Regions from separate parts of the Gossypium hirsutum genome. Here all the other regions are linked to region 2. A link is a contact called in public Hi-C data. All regions are on one chromosome and are shown on one strand. Each heading gives the region's core, a stretch centred on a gene start, on an enhancer-like site or on the middle of the called end of the contact. The rest is flanking DNA. Distances are from core to core; before and after follow the strand shown. Region 1 holds the start of LOC107938749 (protein MANNAN SYNTHESIS-RELATED 2). Region 2 holds the start of LOC107962291 (survival of motor neuron-related-splicing factor 30). Region 3 holds the start of LOC121230698 (pyrophosphate-energized membrane proton pump 3).

Region 1 (2,700 bases), core at 102-2,601, 330 kb before region 2:
GTTAAATATATGTTTCTATGAACAGTTAAAGAGGTAGTGTAAGCCCATCACATCTATTGGCCTAAAATTGAGCCTTGAGACTTGCATAAATTTGGTTCAAGTATTGGTTCAATCTATTTTTTAGTTCAATTCAACCAATCCATATCGATTGGTGGGTCAATCAATTTTTTGCCTCTCTTTGGATTGGTTCCCCATCCAACTGGTTAGACTAGTTGGTTCGGTTTAAACAACATTAATAAAAAGGTAGTCTAAAATAAAAATAAAAATGCTAATGTGCTAAAAAAAGCCCTTAAACTATTATACGTTGTTTAAACAAGTCCTTATGCTATTTTTGTAGTTAAATAAGCTCATAACCTATAATATTTAACTACGAAAGCTCTTGATTTTAATATTAAAGTACAAATATTTTGAATCTTTAAACTATTTTGCGTTTTATGGTGATCTGAATTTGATTAGAAGAGTTTGTTAAATAAAAATAATAATTTTTAAAGGGAAACAGAATATTTTATAATATCTTGAAAGTGTTTATATACATAACACATTTAATTATTTTTTTGAAAATTTTCATTACTGTTTTAAATTTCATGTTGATGTGAAAAGTATATAGAATTTTTATTGCATTAACAAGAAATTAAGAAAAGAGCCTAAAATTTAAAATATTTTACTTTAATATTAAAATCAAGGGCTTTTATGCATAAAAATAATAATATAAAGATTTATTTAACTATAAAAATACTTGGTTAAATTTTGCTATTAGTCCATATAATTTGCGAAAGTTGTGGAATTAGTCATTATACTTTTATTTGATCAATTTTTGTTCTTATACTTTTTGAATTGGTTAGTTTTAGTCTCTATACTTGTCGAATTTTAAAATCTTAGTCCTAACCCAAATAGTGACAATTAAATCCGTTAGTTTAAATTTAGAAACTAGTCTTGTATTATGCATTCAATTGTATATTTAGTCAATATTCTTTAATTTAATCATTCAAAGACCTTATACTTTTCGAATATTAAAATTTTAATCTTGACACAAAAGACAACTGCTAATCCATTAACATAATTCTTAGTGAGTAATATGTGGAAATAACAAGTTCACACAACAATAAACATATAATAATATGTTTGTAGCATCAAATTTCGAAAATAATAAAACTTAACTTAATGAATTTAACAATTATCGTTTAGTGAGAACTAAAATTTTAAATTTTAAAAATATAGAAATTAAAATTGATTAAATAAAATATAAAAACTAAAATTGATTAAATAAAAATATAAAAACTATCTATAAGTTTCACAAAATACAATGCTTAATAGCAGAATTTAACCAAAATAGTTGAAAGGCCTGTTTAAATAAAAGCGGAGTAGTTTATGGGTTTTTTTAGTAGTATATTAGGTAATAAGAAATCAAAGCAAAGGGGTAGGGTACACATGGCGTAGGAAAACAGGCATCGTTTTCACTTTCAGTGCAAAGTGTCGGTGGTGTAAGGACCCCAAACACGATACTACTACTGCGCACCTATTATCATATTTACTTCATTTCATTTTCTCTCGTTGATCTAAACTCGCTGTTTCATCTTCTTGTTAATCATGCCTCTTCTTTAGGTTTAAACTTATTCTTGGGCGACCCTGGTTTTTATTTTTTGAGTTTTGAATTTCCTTTTTTTGGGGGGCTTCGCTTTTATTACAGAATTTTGAAATAGAAAAGAAGAAATGGGGATTGATTTGAGGCAAGTAGTGGCCGGTATTCTCACTCTCACCATGTTTGTGATGCTTGGTCAAATGATCAAAAGAGACCATTTTGATTCTCTCCAAGTAATTCCCCCTTCCTTTGCTTTCTTCTTTGATCTAACTCTCAAGTTTTTCATGGGATTTTTATACTAAATCCAGTCCCCGATTTCACTTCACTTTTCATAGCTTTGTGTTTTATTTGGTGAATCTCTGATTATGTGATAAAACCTCGAGCAAGTTGCTTCACTTTCCACATTATCTGTAATAATCACATCTTAGCTCGTTAAGATTCACTTGACATCCTATCTGCTGCATCTTTAAGAAAATAACAATATATTCTGACCATGATCTTCGAAAGTGGTGTAGTTGTTTGGTTCTTTGTGTATAAGATTATTTGGGAGCCTTTTTTTTTCTCAAAACTAATTGCTAATTCATGAAGAAGAAGAAGAAGAAGAAAATATGGGCTAACTTGAAACTTCCTTTTTGTTTTTAAACAATTAAAGCTATTTTATTTTCCAGGGGAAGTATCTGGAAAACTAGACTGAACAAGGTATAGAAAACAACCCATTTAAAGTTAAATTTGGTTTAGAAGAGTAATTTCAGGATTCAAGCATAGATGAATGAAGGATTCTGCTTCTTTCAGATTTATAATTTCAGTCCTAGGCCTTATTTCAACGTCTCAAGCCTTTATGACCAACTAGAAGAAATTGTAGATGTTTTATTTTTGTTATTGTAAATTCTATTGATGCCAGTCTTATTTACTTATAGTGATTAAATAAATGTTTGCAAGTTTTTGCTTGATTTCTTTTCAATTCCGTGTAAAGCTTTGGTGTATTTACACTAAATTTGATTATTTTCTCTCCTTGTTACGTAGGATAAACTTCCTGGAGAAGCTCAGGATGTTCAAGTTGATAATGCCAATGTTATTGAGAAGGATGGCCTTGTAAAGCCTTCGAAGGGGAGCAAAGGGCC
Region 2 (2,700 bases), core at 174-2,673:
ACGGGGACGGGTTAGGGGTGTTACACCACATAACACGACCCATGGTTTCACCTATTCAAGCAATATGTTAATTCAAACATATAATAAATAAACAACATTTGCTACATTTACTAAATATTATTATCAAATGAATTTTACCTTGTCACCAATGAGAATGTATCGGGGACATAGAAATGGTAGCCGCCACTACGCCCATGACTGTAGTAGGAGCATGCAACCACCAATTGACTTCTTATCTAGTTCTATCGCTTGACACAACTCCCGATACAATGTGGCCAATATGGCTGATCCCTAACTCATGTTTGCATTCTTTGAAGTCGACTAGGTGTAGTAGCCACCTTATGTGTACCAAATTTCAAGATTCATCGGGCATTAGAATGCCCCCGAATAACTTCAAGATGAATGCTCGGGCGTATTGCTCTTTGACGACATCAATCGTGTTCGGAAGAAGTTCTTTGAAATTATTTTTCAACCACTTTATATCTATCCGATCACATTGAAACTTGTTCGACACCTTTCATAAAAATGCCTCGTAAAGGTCCTCTTTATTGTGAACTACCGCTGACCCAGTAAGGACTGATACATCCACTGGTAAATCGAGTTGTAAAGCTACGTCCTCGAGTGTGATTGTACACTCACTACATAGAAGATGAAATGTTTGTGTCTCAAGTTTCCATCTTTCCACTAATGCGCTGATAAGTATAAGATCCAATTTGCAGCCCCCAAGCATATGAAATACATGTAAGAATCTGACATCTTGCAAATAATCGTGAATTTTGGTGTCTAGACTCATTGACAAATTTTATATGAACCCCTCCAAAACACAATCATTTGTCTATTTATATCGACAAAATAAAATAATTTAAAAATTAAAAAAATTAAATTTAACTTAATTAAAAAATAGCAAAATTTTAAATTTCTCCTTAATTGAAAAATAGCAAAATTTTAAATTTCTCCTTACCATTGTCGCTTGAGTGGCGAAAATGTGATTGTCGTTGAAACAAATCAAAGAACTTGTCATTCATGAAATTTTAATCGAAATGAATATATAAAATAATTAAATAAAAGTATAGTATTTTTAAACAAGTGTATAGGAAAATTTCGAACAAAACTTAAAAGAGTTGAGAGAATTGAAAAAATTAGAAGAATTGAGAGAGTTGAATTTGAGTGAAAAAAATAAAAAATGACCTGGTATTTATAAAAAAAAATTACCGATTTTAATGACAATAGGAGAAAAACGCATATAGCAGAAAGCACTTCACACACCCTATTCAAAAACACTATATTTACCTAAATTAAATAAAAGGCCTAAATTACGAATTTAAAAAAAAAAAAAAGAAGCAGCAGCATATAAGTCTAATTTAGCCCTAAATTATACGAAGATATTATTATATATAATTTTAAAAATAAAATAACCGACTATTTATATACCAACTTGGTCGTGCTAGCAGTAGTATAAATGAAGGGCCTCCAAACTTCGTACTCATCTCGCGAATACCCAAATTTATTTAAAACCCTAAAAAATTGAAGGAATCATCAAAAACTCTGAAAGCCAAATTGAAACTTTAGGGAAAAAGAAACCATATAATGCAAGGAACAGATGAGCTAAGCATACATGACCTGGCTTCAAGTCTCTCTACGTATAAGGAACAGCTTCAGCAGGTTTCCGATTTTTCTTTTGTTTTTCTTTTCAATTTTCGAGTTAATACTTGCAATTAGCTTTAATTTATAGTAGTTATTTGTATGCCGAAACAAACTTATAACGACCCATGTATGTGATTGGACTGAACCTCTTGTTTTCGATGAATTATTTGTGTCTAGGGTTTTGTTTTTATTACTACTATGTTAATGGATTATTTCATGATTATCTTAGCTTGTCGAGAAATTGGAAGAATTTTATGTGGACTTGCAAAACACGACTAATTAGCTGGTTTTGGTAAAAATCAGGTTAGACAGCTTCTGGCTGATGATCCTGGAAACGCTGAATATGTGGACATGGAAAAGGAGCTCGCTGAGGTGATTCTTGCATATGATTATTTTCTTTTTGCTTGTTCTTACATTTTATTTTTATTGTAGCTTTCTATTTTTTCTTGTTCTTTACTCTGACTTGTCGTGTCATGGTTACAATGCGGCTATTCTGTTTAGAAATGGATCCAACACTTACCGGCACCAAAAAGTGATCAAAGTATCAGTTTTAGTTTGTTGGCCTTTTTTTTTCTTTTAGATGTTAAGTTTTTTTATAAGGTGAAGAAAATGTCATTTCTCTTCCTTCCGTCTTTTGAAGGAATCAACATGTTGCTCAATGAAGCAACGCCAATTAACTGCTAATGGTAATGGCTCTGCTGGAGATTTGTTTTCATTTCAGGGTTGAAAAGGTGAGGGCGGTTAATATTAAAAGAGTTCACAGCTGCAGAATGTGAACTTTAGGGACAAAAAGAAATTTCTGAAATATATAGCTTTGGAAAGATGCCCATCACTTTGATCTTGATTCCTTTGCAGGTGTGCTATGTGTCGTGATGGCCAGCCTGCTTCTCATTCACCTGATTTCCGATGTTCATCTTGAGATTCTAAGTTCGAAATATGATAACAATTCGCCCTTTATTATTTTACTGAACATATAGGTTCATGTTTAGAGATATGCTTGTGCTGAACCTCTGAGGTGCAGGTGATTGCTCTGACAGAGGAACTGCTTGCAACTGC
Region 3 (2,787 bases), core at 127-2,626, 500 kb before region 2:
AAGGATTCTTAATACACTGCATTTCCAATCATAGAAACCCAATATCTCGAGTCTCTAAGCCTAGAAATGTGATCATGGAAGTACTCTACACTGATCAGAACAAAATCTAACATCATAATTATGCTCATATTGCTTAATATTAAGCAGCCAAAGCCCCTACTTATGACTGTATCTGAGTAGATAAAAAATGAGAACCTGGAAAAAGGTGCAAAAGTAATTGCATAGACTAAAAGATCTGGAAAGAACAATCTCATTGGTTTTACTGAAACTGAACATTTAACCAGAATATCTTTAAAAATCTCAGCTTACTGTGTCAAGAAATTGCATAAAATACAATTCAAGTTTTGCTAAGTGGAAGGATGGGATGGAAAAGAAGGGAGATGTAAAAATTTTGAATGCAATGGTTAGGCTTAGGCTATGAAGGTGGTAACGAACCTAAGTACTTAACCATTAGATTAGAAAATTGTTCCTCATTTACCCTTAACATCAAGCAAAGGCTCAACCTAAAATATTCAAACATCTTACAAGATTATAACCACCAAATATCATTTCGACCTCCAATTAACCACTTCACTTCCCCTATTGCACTGCCAAGAGATATTCCATAAAAAGTGCAAGATGTTGCAAAAGGCCATTAGAAGCTAATAAATTAGCCAAAAGATGAAGTAGATTTTATATTTTTCAACCCACACATTTGCAAGAACCAAACATTATTTTGTTCCATTTTGACCTATCATAAGACTAAAAAACAAGACCAATTCAACTCAAAATACAATAATTTCAGTTCAGCATTCATGAATCATGATATTTTTCTCCTTTCTTTTTTTCTGTTTTGTTCCCATTTTTCGGACCTCATGGACTGTAGTTACGATAGTAAAATGGAAATAAATAAAACGAAAAAGAAAAGTTAATCCGATTAAAGCATCCACTAAGTTTTCAATTTTCGAAGGTTCCAAACAGTTCTCATTCCCGACATTTCATCAAGAAAACGACCAAATGAAGGGACCTCCCTGAGAAATATAACAACTTAGGATCCAAAGCCAAAACCCCAGATTCAAAGTATTGCATAATTTGATCTAAAAAATAATCAATTAGATCTACAAGAAAAGAAAAAGATTACACATACCGTTTTCAGTGGCCGCAGCGAAACCAAGTAACCGCCATTAAAGGGAAAAAAACGTTAATGCTCTCCCTCCCTCTCCCCCCCCCCCTCTCTCTCTCTCTCTCTCTCTCTGCGGAAACCGAAATTTTGCAGGCCTCTTAGCCTTAAGATTATAAACTTTTAAGAAGTCGAGAAGGATGAGTTATTTTTGTTTGTTTGATTTTTCTTTTCTACCTTTTTTTTGTTTCCTTCGGTTTCATTTTATTCTTTTGGTTTAAGCTTTTCTCTGCTTCTGTTTATAAAATCTCTTTTGCCATGTCAGCGCTGCCAATAGTTTTCTTACATGTAAGCTGTTTCCACGACCAGACAATTAAAGCTTTTATCCATTAATTATTAAAAGATTCCTTCTTCTATAAATAAAAACTTAGGTACCCAAATTTTTTTATTATTTAAGAAAATGAACTATTTTGAAAATCATGCAAGTAAATAACATCTTTTGAACAATAAACATAGGTGCACTTTCACCTAATAGTTGACTACAGGGAATAAAAATATTTTTTAGGTCGCGTCAATGCTTTTGACGTCACCAATAATATGTATATGGGAGAATACGAAAAAAATGACGTCACCAAAAAGCTATATATACTCATGCCCCTGATGAAATATCAGTGTAAGGTGAAGATAAGGATTTTGGGGAGGTTGAAAATTTTTTGATTAGTTGTAAGGGAGAGAAGAGAGAAATGTTTGTATTAAGAAAACATGGAGATCAGGATCGATTTTTTTTTGTTTGTTTCTATTTATTTAGAAAATTTATAATTTGAATGTATGTTTTATTTAATAGTGATCCAGTGGAGCTCGGACATCGACAAATTTAATGGTCCTTTTCGTTAGTACAAATCTCCGATAAGAGAAATTTCAAACAGATGAATGAAACTCGAACAGAAAAATAAGAAATGGGACAAGGTTTCGAAGCGTGTATCAAGTCATTATTTTTAAGGTTATATTCGCTCCCACCTATTTTTAGTGTGCAAAAGAGTTTTAAGCAAATTAACCTCGAGCATACAATAAAGCTAATGACTATTTGCGTTTTGTATTGACGAAAATAGTCCACTAAGCACTAAACAATGTATAACAAGAAATTCAATTTCTAAAAGGATTTTTGCCGTAATACTTTATAGAATAATCTAATAATATTAGAAAATAGATGAATAAAAGAAAGAATTTTAGATTTTTTTTTCGGTGTGATTTCCAAATGAAATATCATTTTATAAGAATTTTCATGGCTCTTCATAAAGACATCTTTTAATAGTTCTCTTTCTGAATATATAAATAATAATTATGCATCTAATTTTATAACTATTCAACTACTATTGTTTGAATAGTTATAAGTCTTTTTCAAAAATCAAATGATATAACTTTTAACCAATAACCAAAAGATTTATCTTTTGATTAATTACACTCATTCATTTATAGTTATTGGAACAGTATAAACATTTGAAAATGTTCTAACACTTTTCGGAAGTGTAGATTTGATTCCTTAATTTCATATGTGTGACAATTTCAAATAACAATAGGAGTCTCGGTTGCTAGTGATTTATGTGGTAACGGGTTCAATTTGGTTATGTAGGTCTTTTCGTTGGATGTGGTAAGGTGATAACAGGTTCAAATTGGTTATACACCCAACG

The links. Hi-C and Micro-C count contacts between places; a contact is called where the count stands out from the background.
Region 1: a contact with region 2 is called in a Hi-C map of leaf, with 2.0 times the contacts expected there. The contact joins the promoter of LOC107938749 here to the promoter of LOC107962291 in region 2. A contact is called at or near these places in 6 of 34 Hi-C or Micro-C datasets (callus and leaf).
Region 3: a contact with region 2 is called in a Hi-C map of leaf, with 2.1 times the contacts expected there. The contact joins the promoter of LOC121230698 here to the promoter of LOC107962291 in region 2. A contact is called at or near these places in 2 of 34 Hi-C or Micro-C datasets (callus and leaf).

Annotation. Positions count from the first base shown.
Region 1 is chrA06:71,130,047-71,132,746 of Gossypium_hirsutum_v2.1, reverse strand. LOC107938749 (protein MANNAN SYNTHESIS-RELATED 2) reads left to right here and starts at 1,351. Exons shown (of 7, transcript XM_016871983.2): 1 at 1,351-1,481; 2 at 1,688-1,812; 3 at 2,603-2,700. The coding sequence starts at 1,711.
Region 2 is chrA06:70,795,436-70,798,135 of Gossypium_hirsutum_v2.1, reverse strand. It overlaps LOC107962291 (survival of motor neuron-related-splicing factor 30), which reads left to right and starts at 1,423. Exons shown (of 8, transcript XM_016898609.2): 1 at 1,423-1,662; 2 at 1,948-2,016; 3 at 2,666-2,700. The coding sequence starts at 1,588.
Region 3 is chrA06:71,294,366-71,297,152 of Gossypium_hirsutum_v2.1, reverse strand. It overlaps LOC121230698 (pyrophosphate-energized membrane proton pump 3), which reads right to left and starts at 1,376. Exons shown (of 16, transcript XM_041115918.1): 1 at 1,127-1,376; 2 at 1-90.